Linked DNA regions of Triticum aestivum: region 2 is linked to region 1. The links are chromatin contacts, called in public HiCAR-type maps. All regions are on one chromosome and are shown on one strand. Each heading gives the region's core, a stretch centred on a gene start, on an enhancer-like site or on the middle of the called end of the contact. The rest is flanking DNA. Distances are from core to core; before and after follow the strand shown. Region 1 holds the start of LOC123141380 (cytochrome P450 72A15). Region 2 holds the start of LOC123141449 (enoyl-CoA delta isomerase 3).

Evidence for each region. HiCAR-type assays count read pairs that join an accessible place to other places.
Region 2: a HiCAR-type map of leaf shows a contact between it and region 1, with 4 times the contacts expected there. The contact joins the promoter of LOC123141449 here to the promoter of LOC123141380 in region 1. A contact is called at or near these places in 1 of 5 Hi-C or Micro-C datasets (leaf) and 1 of 1 datasets of contacts at active chromatin or transcription factors (leaf).

What each region holds. Positions count from the first base shown.
Region 1 is chr1B:599,271,594-599,278,743 of IWGSC CS RefSeq v2.1, reverse strand. LOC123141380 (cytochrome P450 72A15) reads left to right here and starts at 2,498. Exons shown (of 4, transcript XM_044560550.1): 1 at 2,498-3,318; 2 at 3,396-3,640; 3 at 3,989-4,373; 4 at 4,449-5,089. The coding sequence starts at 2,779. The coding sequence ends at 4,880. LOC123141369 (protein LIKE COV 1) reads left to right here and starts at 6,344. Exons shown (of 7, transcript XM_044560541.1): 1 at 6,344-6,684. The coding sequence starts at 6,490.
Region 2 is chr1B:599,730,028-599,737,164 of IWGSC CS RefSeq v2.1, reverse strand. It overlaps LOC123141449 (enoyl-CoA delta isomerase 3), which reads left to right and starts at 2,277. Exons shown (of 2, transcript XM_044560591.1): 1 at 2,277-3,110; 2 at 4,171-4,420. The coding sequence starts at 2,360. The coding sequence ends at 3,094.

The DNA of each region.
Region 1 (7,150 bases), core at 1,249-3,748:
TCGCTTTAGTAAGTTATCTTTGGTAAGAATGACCAGTTTATGCACAAATCACATGAAAATTTGATGCGTAAGGGAACCTTAACTTTCCAAATGTTTATCGATCTTGGGATAGGACCAGATTAATAGTCTAAGTACATAGATTTAACCGAAAACACTCCATTCCCCGTCAACTTCCAGTGCACGACGTCTGCTTGGGGTGCGAGTTGAACATCCATCAACCTCTTCACTAAGTGCAACCAGGAGGTCCATCATTCCCCTACTAAAGCCCGCCGGAATTGGATATTCAAAGGAACTGTCTGTAATATTGTAGCCACGTAATCTTCCTTACGTTGCACAATATTATACAGGGCAGGGTACTGTAAGGCTAACGGTGCTTCGCCTAGCCAAGTATCCTCCCAAAACCTTGTTGTCGTTCCATCCCCAACAACGAATTTCACCCTATGGAAGAACCAGGGCCGGGCCCACAGTGGTGCCAAAAGTGCGGTCCGCACAGGGCCCAAAATTCTGAGGGGCCCCAAATTTATATGTAGGCCTAGTATAAAAATGAAAAAAAAACAAAGCGCTGTTGGGCCTTGTGGCGCTGGAGTTGGGCTGGAGACCCAGGCGACGAGGCCATCGATCGAGCGGCGAGCCGCGAGCGCACTCCTCATCTATCGCTACTGGGATCCCTTAAAAAAAGGAAAAATCTATCGCTACAAGGAGTCAGGGATCGGGATTCCCCTAATAAAAAAAACTACAGGATCGGGCAACTGGCACATATCGAATCGTCAATCGATCGTGGCTACCGGAACCGAAGAATCGTCCCACGCCTCGTCGCCCATAGCTTCGTATCGTCGCCCGCGCCCACGTCTCCATAAGCAGCCGGCCCTGGCGAGTTCGCCATTGGATTCAGGGCGACAAGGCCGCTGCCTTCCTCACCTCCTCTCTTAAATTTTAAATTTTAGACTCGTCGACGTCATCTCGTAGGATCGATCGGTGACCGATTCCCCCAGCCTATAGGTGCTTATCGAGTCCTTCTTTTCGATTAACTTCGGTTCTTATTCCTAATTCCTATTTTTCTAATTAACTATTAGCAGGGATTGTTACATCGGTAAAAATTGGTTTTTACCTCCTCGATTAAAGATCATAGTGTAGCAGTTCTATCAGGCAGGATCCAAAACAAGGTGAGTTAGATGGTTCGTCTAATTGCCAAACATCGACGCATGATCTTGAATTACTCCCTCCTTCCATCTATATAGGGCCTATTGCATTTTTTGAGGCTAACTTTGACTAAATATTAGAGCAATAATATATGACATGCAACTTACACAAAGCACACCGTTAAATTCATGTGTGAAAGGAGCTTTCAATGATATAATTTTCACATTGTGCATGTCATGTACTATTAATCTTGTCAATAGTCAAAGGCGGTCTTAAAAAACGCATTAGGCCCTATATAGATGGAAGGAGGAAGTATATAATATTCATCTTATTGTTAAAGAGGCATGCTTGTTTTCCCAATGCAAGTATTGCATATGGAATTCTACTGACCATTTCTTTGACAGTTGCATCGGCAGTTGAAGCTATTGAAGTTCTATATGCGTACTACAAAAATGCTACACCTACGAAAATTGCTACGTAAACTTACTTAAAAACGTTATATCCTTCTCTAATTCTAACTAATCCCCCCTGATTTTCAGGGTGGGCGGACGTGCTATCCACTTAAACGAAGCCACATCAGCCTTTACGTAACTTTTCGTAGCAAGCTTACGTAGGTGTAGCAAAGCTCTGCGTACTACTATGACACAACAAAGACTCAATAATTTGGCCGCAATAGCACTTGAGAGTGAAGTGTCGGAGAAGATTGATTGCAAGGATATTATCGAAGATTTCATTTCAAATAATACTAAAAGAATGAGTATGTTCAAATAAATAACAACCGGGAGTTGGATAGATATGACTTTTTTTATATGTCCAATAGTTATGTAAGGCATTATATTATATACATTATAAATTTTTTCTGCGAGATATATATACATTATAATAGCTCGTTAGTTCATTTTTTGTGAGATAGGGCCCATTTTTTAGTTTCGCACAGGGCCCCCGATTTTGCCGGCCCGGCCCCGGGAAGAACGACTCTTTTATCCTCGTGAACCCATTCAAGAATGGTGAATCAGTAGGTCTTACGGTTACCTCAGCCAAAGTTTTAGCGTTCCGATTCGTGAGATAATCTATATAGCCATTTACTCAGCAGGCATTTAGTTTTAATCTGGAGGTTCTCAATCCCTAGACCCCCTGGTCTTTGGGTCGACAAATAATATCCCATCTTCCCATCTTTGGGTCCATGATCCATCATCTGATTGTTCGACGATTCTTTTTGAGACTTTTTACACCGAACTGATAATTTCTGCTCGGTGCAAACCCCAGGTATGTCGTATGCTCTGACCTCACACAAGCAGGAGGAAGCAGCCATGAAACTGCAACCGCATGGTGCGTGGGGGGCCATCCTCCTTCGCCCCCTTTAATTTAATCACCAAGATCCCAAATGGAATTTGCCAAGATCCTTACTCCTTTGGAACCAAGCCATTGACATTTGTGGCATGGTTTGACCGACATATCGCCATGGCGCACCATCAACCGTGACGCAAGAAACCTTAAACAAATGGACACTTGAGACCTCACTGTCCCAATGACACTTCTATATATCCAGAATCCTGACCAAAAACATCACCAATCCAGTCCTACATCACCTTTCTTCTCACCCACCGCTAGCTTCTCTAAGGAGTGAGGAGCAGAGTAATGGATCTTGAACTGTTGTGGAGTGGTCCACCTGCACTCTCGGTACTGCCATGGATCTGCGGCGGCCTCGTGGCCTCGGTGCTGCTCTGGCAAGCCGCCCGGCTGCTCGACCAGCTGTGGTGGCGGCCGAGGCGGCTGGAGCGGGCGCTCCGCTCCCAGGGCCTCCGCGGCACGCGGTACCGCTTCCTCCTCGGCGACGTCAACGACTACGCCCGGCAGACCAAGGAGGCGTCGTCGGGGCCGCCGATGCCGCTGCGCTGCCACGACGTCGGCCCCCGCGCCATGCCGTTCCTCTACAGCACCATCAAGGAGCACGGCACGCCGTGCATCTCCTGGTTCGGGCCGGTCCCCAAGGTGAGCATCACCGACCCTGCCCTGGTCCGGGAGGTGATGTCCAGCAAGCTCGCCCGCGACGTCGAGAAGTTCAAGTTCCCGGCGCTCACCAGGCTGCTCGCCGACGGGGTGGGGAACTACGAGGGCGACAGGTGGGCCAAGCACCGGAGGATCCTCAACCCCGCCTTCCATGCCGAGAAGCTCAAGGTACATTGCCAGTTGTTCCGTGTGCACGCCGCTGCTTAATTTCCATGGCTGGCCTGCTGAGATTGCTTGATTTGCAGCTCATGTTCCCGGCGTTTACCGCGTGCTGTGAGGAGCTCGTTGGCCGATGGGAACAGTCCCTTGGGCCTGACGGCTCCTGGGAGGTGGATGTCTGCCCGGAGCTCCAGAGCCTCACCGGAGATGTCATCTCGCAGACGGCGTTCGGCAGCAGTTACCTGGAAGGGAGAAGGATTTTTCAGCTGCAGACTGAGCAAATTGGGCGATTCATGGCAGCGGTCAGCAAGATCATGATTCCTGGTTACATGTGAGTTACTACTTCTTTTAACTTTTGGTAGTAGACTGGTAGTACTAACTGAAGTTCCTGGCTTGTACGTAGATTGTAGTAGTCAGAATGCTCACAAATAAATCTGTGTGTACCAAGATGTATGAAATGAAATGTAGTACTGCAATCGTTCGGTAGTAAAATTTACACAACTTACCTCTGTTTTGAACTGCCAAAACGTCTACATTTAAGAATAGAGTAGTTGCCTCAGCAGAGTGTTTTTTTTCCCCTTACAACCTTATTTTCCGCATTTGCTTTAATGTGAACCTCGGTTTTTTGGTTAATTTGCATGTACTGGCTATGTAATGGGCATGCCATGCCATTTTTCAGGTCCTTTCCTACCAAAAATAACCGAAGGATGCATCAAATTAACAACGAGATTGAGTCCATCTTGCGGGGCATAATTGCAAAAAGGATGCATGCTATTCACGAAGGAGAAAGCACAAAAGATGACTTACTCGGCTTATTACTGGAGTCAAACATGTCAGACACGGATGAAAATGGCCAATCCACCCTAGGAATGTCAGCAGATGAAGTCATGGAGGAGTGCAAGCTGTTTTATTTTGCTGGAATGGAGACAACATCAATATTGCTTACATGGACAATGATTGTGCTTAGCATGCACCCAGAGTGGCAGGACCGTGCAAGGGAGGAGGTTCTTGGCCTATTTGGAAAACACAAACTCGAGTATGAGGGTGTTAATCGACTCAAAATTGTGAGTGCCAATTTGAAATTACTTAATTTGCTACAAACAACTAGAGGTACAATGTCTTACTAACATGATGTGCAGGTGACAATGATTCTATATGAAGTTCTCCGGTTGTACCCGCCGGCTACTGTATTCACCCGGAAAACATACAAGAAGATTGAGATTGGAGGCATCATGTACCCAGCTGGTGTGATGTTTGAGATGCCAGTGTTGTACATCCACCACGACACGGACATTTGGGGAGAAGATGTGCACGAATTCAACCCGGATAGGTTTGCCGAGGGGATCTCCAAGGCATCCAAGGACCCGGGCGCATTTTTCCCATTTGGTTGGGGGCCACGGATCTGTATTGGCCAGAACTTCGCGTTGCTTGAGGCCAAGATGGCATTGTGCATGATCCTTCAGCGCTTTGAGTTTGAGCTCGCATCATCATACACCCATACACCGCATAGCGTGATGATGTTGCGTCCCATGCATGGTGCTCAGATTAGGCTTCACACTATCTCTTCGTAGTATCATGTTCAAATTAGGCTTTACACTATCTCTTTCTAGTATCATACTCATGGCATTCGCCTCCTATGTGATATGTATGTAGTCTTATCCGCGACAGGTTTTAGTCACCATCCGTTTTCTTTTCCTACAGATAAAAGTCCAACAGTTTTGGACTCATGAGAACTCAATTTACTTACAACTATATATGATTACAGTCAACTAATACTATATATGAGATGCAGTCTGCTATATGGCGCAACTACCATATGATCTGCCATAATTGGCTAGACACTGAGCAGCCATATTGTGATCAAGCTCAATCTTTAAGGAGGAAAAACTCAGAAGCACACATGTGACGTACGCCTAATCTCAACCACCGGGTGACCATAAATAGATCAATCAAGTGAAATCGATGACATGATATTCAAAGCAGTTGTCCGATTGAATTATATCACGATGAACAACTTAGACGATTGCAAAGGCAATGCACTGATCTCGGACTATAAGACACCGTTGTGATGAGACAAAAATTTGTATGCCGCAAAAATGACCACTTCATTGGGATCTCGATGGAGCATCCAAGTACCTACAGCTCCATCCGCCTTGACAAACGGTGGACTGAAAAGGATCACCCCACCCACCAAGTGTGCGACCATGGTCTTAGAATATTCTTTTTGTGTAGCCAAACCGGGACGACACCAGATGGTCAATTGCTTTTGTTTTATCACCTTCTCAACTCCCATTGTCAAATTTGGAAAAATGTAACCAAGTAACCATATAAATAACTCCTTGTAACCTTAGCCGGTGGACATGGTTTTACTGTGAACCAAGTCAGTATGAATATCCTAGATGCTCTAAATAAGCATGATGATCATAGCACGAACTTCTTCATACTTATCGGCCAGCACATGAAAAAACTCCTCGCCGAGTTCGAGATCTCCTCATGGCTTGGGAGCCGCTACACATGCACATTAGATCCTAGATCTTTTTTTCTCGTTCGGACATGATAAAGAGCATGAAAGGCCCGTGAATTGCACATCTAGAAAATTGTCGATCCTCCCTCCTGCACAAGTATTCTTCCGATTATGGCTCTTATTATCTTTCGAATAAATTAGTGAACACCGTCGAAAATGCCTTGCTTGCACTCGTCCTCTCCAAATATGTCAACATTTCCCATTGTAAGAATTGTAATAAGAACATTTTGGGCCAAAAAAAAGGGAATTATAGCACGGACAATTTTTGTTTCTTAACCGAGATCAGATTTTTTTTTTGAGGGGTAACCGAGATCAGATGTCCCCCGGAGATAAGAACAAATTCCTTTGCAGATAAGAAGGTTCTAAACTATTCTTTTGAGGGAGAATCCAAACTGCCACCTCATCTCCCGCGTACAGCCGGGGGGGGCCCGGTGGCCCAATCCACGGTGGGCCGGCGATCGACCCGCCAGCTCACGGCCGCTAACGGAATTAAACGCGACGAAAAGGACACGCGAGAAGCAGACGCGAAAAAGAAGAAGAAGAAAAAAAAGGAGCGTCTCCTCTCCCCTCCCTGCCGCACCCGGCACGCACCCCATTCCACGGCGATCGGTCGCGACGACCCGCGCCGGCCACCGCGCGCGGAGCCCGAGCCCCCGATGATGGGCGACGACAAGGCCCCGCGGAGCCTCAGCCCGATGGGCGGCCGCGACCGCGACCGGGAGCTCCTCATCCCCGTCTCTGCCGGCGGCGGGGGCGGCTCGGTCCCCCGCGCCGGGGACGACGACGACGACCTGGACAGGACCGTCGCCTCCCCCTCCGCCTCCGCCGCGCTCTCCTCCACCGGCCGCGAGGTTCGCCCCCCTCCCTTCACGCCTCGTTCGTTCCCCTAGGGTTTACCCTGTCATCCGACTGCGGCTTCGGGTCTGTAGCCTGGCTGTCGAAATTAGTCCACGGTCTGTGTTGGTATTCCTGTGACAGCTCACAGCTTATTGTCGGATTTGTTGATGGTGCGAAAAGTGGGTTCGAGATGACTGTTTATGTTGACGCTGCAAGTTCGTAGGACTAGGGATGTCGACCCTTTGTGAGTGTTTGTTGTGCTGAGGCCAACTATTGGATTGAGTGGTCAAATTGGTGATGAGCTCGATCACTTTTTTGGTGCAATTTGATGGTAATATTTATATCTGCCTAGCAATGAATTTTGAGAAGAAATTGCTTCATTTAGTGTTCTGGGAGGAACCTGTTATGATGCTATAATCTCCAAACATAAGGCAACACACTCGTTTGGTGCAATTTGATGGTAATATTTGTATCTTCTTA
Region 2 (7,137 bases), core at 1,028-3,527, 460 kb before region 1:
CTTTGGGTGTACCAAACGTCACAACGTAACTGGGTGGCTATAAAGGTGCACTACAGGTATCTCCGAAAGTGTCTGTTGGGTTGGCACGAATTGAGACTTGGATTTGTCACTCCGTGTGACGGAGAGGTATCTCTGGGCCCACTCGGTAGGACATCATCATAATGTGCACAATGTGATCAAGGAGTTGATCACGGGATGATGTGTTACGGAACGAGTAAAGAGACTTGTCGGTAACGAGATTGAACAAGGTATCGGCATACCGACGATCGAATCTCGGGCAAGTACTATACCGGTAGACAAATGGAATTATATACGGGATTGATTGAATCCTTGACATCGTGGTTCATCCGATGAGATCATCGTGGAACATGCCGGAGCCAACATGGGTATCCAGATCCCGCTGTTGGTTATTGGCCGGAGAGTTGTCTCGGTCATGTCTGCATGGTTCCCGAACCCGTAGGGTCTACATACTTAAGGTTCGATGACGCTAGGGTTATAGGGAAGGTATGTACGCGGTTACCGAATGTTGTTCAGAGTCTCGGATGAGATCCCTGACGTCACGAGGAGTCCCGAAATGGTCCGGAGGTGAAGATTGATATATTGGACGAAGGGTTTTGGAGTCTGGAAGTGTTCCGGAGGTACCGGGTGATGACCAGCATGACCGAAAGGTGTTTCGGGAGCCCCGACAAGTGTTGGGGGGGCTTCATGGGCCAAGGGGAGGGGGCAAACCAGCCCACTAAGGGCTGTGCACCCCCCTCACCTATTCCCACGTGACCAGGGGGTTTCGGGCGCCCCATCTAGGGTTCCCACCTCCTGGCTTGGGGGCCAAGTCACCCAAAGGGGAGATCCCATCTGCCCTGGCCGCCCCCCCAGGGGAAACCCTAGGGCGCCTCCCCTTCCCCCTTCCCCCCTATATATAGTGGAGGTTTTGGGGCTGCCCAATACATGAGTCTCTCTCTCCCAAGGCGCAACCCTACCTCTCTCCCTCCTCGTCTCTCGTAGTGCGGCGAAGCCCTGCTGGAGTACCGCGCTCCTCCACCACCACCACGCTGTCGTGCTGCTGCTGGACGGAGTCTTTCCCAACCTCTCCCTCTCCCCTTGCTGGATCAAGGCACGAGAGACGTCATCGGGTTGCACGTGTGTTGAACGCGGAGGCGCCGTTGTTCGGCGCTTAGATCGGAATCAACCGCGATCTGAATCGCTACGAGTACGACTTCTTCATCCGCGTTCTTGTAACGCTTCCGCTTAGCGATCTACAAGGGTACGTAGATGCACTCCCCTTCCCCTCGTTGCTAGATTACTCCATAGATTGATCTTGGTGATGCGTAAAAAAATTTGAATTTCTGCTACGTTCCCAACAGTCCGAACCTCCCTGCGCCGCCGCTGCCGCCTCCCTCTCTCGCTTCCGACGTCGCCGCAACTTGCGGACGACATTCTCTGCCTTGCAAGTCGCAACCGATGAATTGACGCCACCGGACTACGCCTTCGTCGTGGCGGTGTAGGTCGAGCTGGACAACATCTCCTGCGGTGGATCGGGACTGGAGGTGAGGATTGGGACCAAGGGTGGAGGAAGGCGAGGGTCCGGGCACGAGAATGGTTGAAGGACGATGGGAGGAGGAAGGGTTTTGATGGATTTGTTGCAATTTGGGGTGGGGTCGGGCTTTCAGTTCCGACGTGGCGGGCGTGCCCGGACGCCCCCATATCCACCTCATATTTGGACTTGATATAGAGGGTGCCGGTCAGCCCGATCGTATGAGGCCTTTTTAAGGAGCCCATTTGGATAAAAAAATCATGATCATACAGTGACCGGACGGCTCGCCCGGGCGTATGAAACGGCTGTAGAGCTGTGATGCATCATGTTGTGGAAGCCATTTGATCCGCATTGGTTCGTGATGCAAAATTGGGCGATCAGGCGTTGTACCGAGGACGAAATTGACCGGTACCGGACGGTACGACCGACCGGTACCTGAAGCTGGATCCGGACGACGGCGAGGTTTCTGGTCGGGCAACTATTTAGTGCGGGCAGCTCCGGTGCCTGCCCGTACATCATATCGGTGATGCATATGCAAATTGAATAATCCTTTCTTCCACATCATCAGTGCCTCCTGCTCTTCTCCCCATCGCACCAACCAACCAACGAACCTGCTAAAATCCAGCGACACTTCTGAGAGGTTTCGTTCAGTAAAATAAAACCGCGGTGAATTTCCTCCGCCGAGGGAAAAACAACACGTCGGGTCCTCCGCTGCGCAGAGTGTTAAATCCGCACGCAGCTTCCGCGTCCCGGTCAGAGCCAGACACGCCAACCCAACCAACCCACCCGCCCCAAGTCCACCCCGCCCCGTGCAGCCGGCCGGCGACGATGTGCACCCTGGAGCAGCGCGGCCGGGTCTTCGTCCTCACCCTCACGGGCGAGGACCAGCACCGGCTCGGCCACCCGCTCATCGCCGCCATCCGCGCCGCGCTGGCCGAGGTGCTCGCCGCGGCCCAGGCCCAGCCGCAGGGCCCGGGGGCCGCCCTGGTGACCGTCGCCGAGGGCCGCTTCTTCTCCAACGGGCTCGACATCGGGTGGGCGGGCGCCTCCCGCGCGCGGCTCGGGGAGCTCGTCGACGCGCTCCGCCCCGTCGCCGCCGACCTGCTGGCCCTCCCCATGCCCACCGTCGCCGCCGTCACGGGCCACGCCTCCGCCGCCGGCTTTCTCCTCGCGCTCTGCCACGACTACCGCCTCATGCGCGCCGACCGCGGCGTGCTCTACATGAGCGAGGTCGACATCGGCCTCCCCCTCCCGCCCTACTTCGTGCACGTGCTCCGCGCCAAGATCTCCCAGGCGCACGCGCTGCGGGACGTGGTGCTGCGCGGGAAGAAGCTCAAGGCGCCCGAGGCCAGGGAGATGGGCATCGTCGACGTCGTCTGCCCCGGCGCGCCCGAGACCGCCGCCGAGGCCCTCAAGCTCGCCGAGCAGCTCGCCGCCAGGAAGTGGGACGGCGCCGTGTACGCGTCGATTAGGATGTCCATGTTCCCTGATGCGTGCAGGGCCGTCGGGATCGCCGTGGAGAGCGATGAGGAGAAGAGCAGGCACTTCGCTTCCAGGCTCTGATCAGCAGAGATCGGAGGTCAGTCTCCCTCTGCAACTCTGTATCCCCAGTCTCTGTCTAGGTGTTTGCTGAACTTACTGAATAATGGAAATTGCTGTTGTCGTTACAATACAATTTGGTGAAAAAACTGCTGGTTTGGCAGATTGCGCTATTGAGCTGAAGCCAAATTATAAGTCGTACCAATATTCCCATGCTTTGGATGATAGATACCATAAGAACCTGTTTAGTTTGAGCACTACTTGTAGTACTCGAGAGTCGACAGTAGCTTCGATCTGATTGAGGTCATCACAAGGTGCAGCCAGAGGGCTCACTCTACTTGTCCTCACCATTTTGTTTTGTTTGTATAATTCCAGTTAGAGATGAAGCCTCTTCACATGTGCTAAACTAGCGTTCTGTACAGCCTTGTGAAATCTGAATACGAGTGCATTGGAGATTTATCTGTCAATTTTAGGGCTATAGTCCACTATGCTGTCCTCTTGCAGTAGTTTGTTCTGCGCAGGCAAATCCATGTTTTGGGCTGTTCCAGGGCTCCTTATTAGAACTTTTCCATGTCTAGCTGATCATTGCTTCCACTTTGGGTTTATCGAAACGACGTTCGTGAATAATAATGATGAAAACTATGATAGCAGAATATTTATCAAGATTGCATGCGCTACTGAGATTCGTTGGTCTTTCCAAATTTCTGTATGAACCTGTCTGTTTATGCTGTGGCTTCATGTATGCTTGACACATCTGATCTGGCACCAGACCTTCACAAAAAATGGGCTATTATTCTAGTACTTGTTTCTTTTCACTATTAACATGTGGCTTACATTGCTAAATAGATAAAGCGGTTTAAATCTAATAAGATGGGAGCTTCATTGTGTATGATATTTTCTGTACAATCACAAACCATGTCGGGACACAAGGTGTCGTTGCTGCTCCAAGTTGCTATTGTATGCCCTTCGACTGTGCGTCGGCCCTGCTACGTCGTGACATTAAAACGAACAATTAGAACTTCCTTCTCTGGTGATTTATAATTCTTGCATACAATCTTTCTTCAAGCTCCTGAACCAACCTGCCTTTTTCTTTCCTGCAGAGTGTCTATGTAACCTGAAATCAATCCTGGTATTCTGCACCTGTACATTGATCAGCCATCGATGTTCTGTATGAAGCACGCAGCACATACTTCTGCAGACCTTGTATTTCTCTTGCTTTGGGAGTGTGAAATAAACAGAATGCTTGTGTGTGGCTGTTGGACATATTATTTTGTTGTTGCTGCAGTGAGATTCTCGTTTACAGAATTGACATATGACGAGCCTGAATGAATGCATCCCGTTCTTTCGTCATTTCCCTATTGGAACCATAAGAGTTTGTTTGGGTAGAAGGATATGGATTCAAAACTAGGTTTAGCTTAAGTGACCGACCTCATCCAAATATTCCCAAGGTCCTATCCAGACTGAAATGTTATAACGGTTTTGCTGAAACTCAGCTAGCTGAGTTTTAGTTATGGTCTCATTCACATACGCATTCGTTGGATCAAAAAGCGCTTAGAGATTTGTGCATGTCCCAGCGAAGTTGTCCTCGGCCTGTCTTTTTCTCGGTTGTTTGTTATCTCGTGCTGGTGGCCCGTCGCAGCCCACTAGGTCCTCCCGTCGGTGATCCAAGAAGAGGTAGCGATGCTCCTTGTTTAGTTTTCAGGGATAGCGATGTTGCCTTTTTCTTGTCAGGGGAAGCGACGCTGCCTTATTTCATTATACTCCCTCCGTCCCAAAATAAGTGTCTCAACTTTGTACTAGCTCTAGTATAAATTTATACTAAGCTCAAAACACTTATTTTGGGACAGAGGGAGTATGTGTATCAGGCCATGTTGGCCTTTTCTCCTTTGTTTTTCTCTCAACGTTTTCTTTTATTTGCCTTTTTTATTTTTATTTTTTATTTTTTCCCTTTTTCGGTTTTGCTAGCTAAGTTTTAGTTTGCCAGCATTCAGTGTATCAGCTGTTGGATGTTTTTTCCTGTCATGATATGTACTTTCCTTAATTCTTTTGAGGGATTCGTGCTTTCCTAGCTGGCAAGGTTGTGAATGTGGTGGGGGATACGGAGAAGAAACTTAACGAGGCCAAACGTGAGTTGGAAAATTGTAGAAAGCTAACTGTCACACCGGAGAAGGGTTGAACCAACGCCTTCCCTAATCTATGTGAACCCGAAAGATTTCACGGTTCATACTCCTCTGGTAATTCACCAGGTAGGTTTTGACACTGAAATCATTTTTATCTAGAGCAGTGAATGAATGGTCATGCATTGGGGAAGTGGGAGTCGACCTTGGACTTTGTGTTCATGCCCATGGACACGATGTAGAACTTATCATGAAAGCTTCTCTTAAATTAAGTATTCCCTTGGTATAAGTTCATCTTATATCTGGGATCTGGCCTTTTGCAATCATGGTTCCGACCATGTCCTCCTTTAAATACCTTTTCTCGTGCAAGTTTAAGTACTTGTATTCTGCAGATCATTTCATGTGTCCACCATCTACTCTGCTCTACCCTCGAGTATTACCCCCCTGGTATCTTGAGATTATCTTGGAACTGCATAACTTCTTATGAGTTCTTCATCAAGTACTACATTCTCACTGATTACAATTTTTCATGGGCTTCGAGTTATTAAACACTCAAAGACACCGATAGTTGAACCGAGTCCGCACTATGGTTCAACAACTCTTCAGTAAGCTTCTATAAGTACGCGTTTGTACCCGATCACGCCATTCCTAGCCTGTTTGGCTATATCATTGTCGTGATGATTCTAACTGTGCTACCTGTTCCTTATTCTCGGAGCACCAATTTGCGACGATAGCTAAGCTTACATCGATTTTCCTCGTCATACCCTTTCACCTTAAACAACAAGCTTGAGTTTGAGTTGTGTCATAACTGTGGTTCCAATAACCTCTTGCTTCATCATTCCTTTGACTTGATGTCGTCACTGATTGATTACATCTTCATGAAATCTCTCGACAAATGTGTCATGATCATCATCAACCTTATGAGCTCTTCCAGGATATCAACCGGATTCATGAAGAGAAATACCATCCTTGCCCTTGATGAGTTGTGTTATCATTGGCCACTTTATTGCCTTCCCTCCAACACAAACTTGTTCGTGTTTTGCGTTATACCTTAAGTTCCTTGCTACCCAGCATTGTTCTTCTTTACCTTGGAGAATTACCACCTTTTATGTCAAGAATGTCGTGGGAATTTCACCACCTCTTAAGAATTCTTGGTATAGTGATACTTCTCACCATCACCATTCTTTCATGCTCCTCGTGTTGATTCCAACCGGGGTACCAACAAGTGAACGGTGCTGTTTGGATCCTGCACTTCTAGCAACTCTATTACTTTGAAGTTAATGGCCGGCAGTTCATTCTTAGTCTTGATTATTGAATCACCATTCTGACATTGGTCGTGCAACCCAACCCATATTTCAGGCGCACCTTTCAACCAATGTTTAATTGTGTATGTTCTCCTCGAGCATACTTCCTTATATCATCTGGTCTGACAAATGTTATTTCCTTGTTCACTTAATTGTGGAAATCCATCTTTCTGGAAATTTTGATGGGTTGTCGCTGAGTCCATCAGCCACCTCCTTATCCTCTCCTTGGTTTAATGATGAACTCTTGTTTCGAAACTCACTTCCATAGTTCAATTCCCAAGAATATTACAATGTCATCTCGACAATTTGTGTTGCACCTTTCTTCTCAGGCATCCCGTGTCTGAGGTATCTTGACACCAATCAGATCTGAATCTCGGTCAGATATGATGGTTGGGACATATTTCCAAGAGTAATAACATTGGTCTTTATATGACCCAGTAAGGTGATATCGTGCCTAGCACACCTGGCCGGAGGAACTATGGTTATAGTTTCCTTTTGGCAAGGTTTAGTCATTCTTCCGTGAGGAAATTGTAAGATTTATTCTACAAGTTGTCCTTGATGGTCCTTTGGGTATCCAAAGTCTGATCTTTACCCAGTGAGCATGTCAATGCTATCTGAAGCATGTCTGTGGTACTCCGATTTTCAA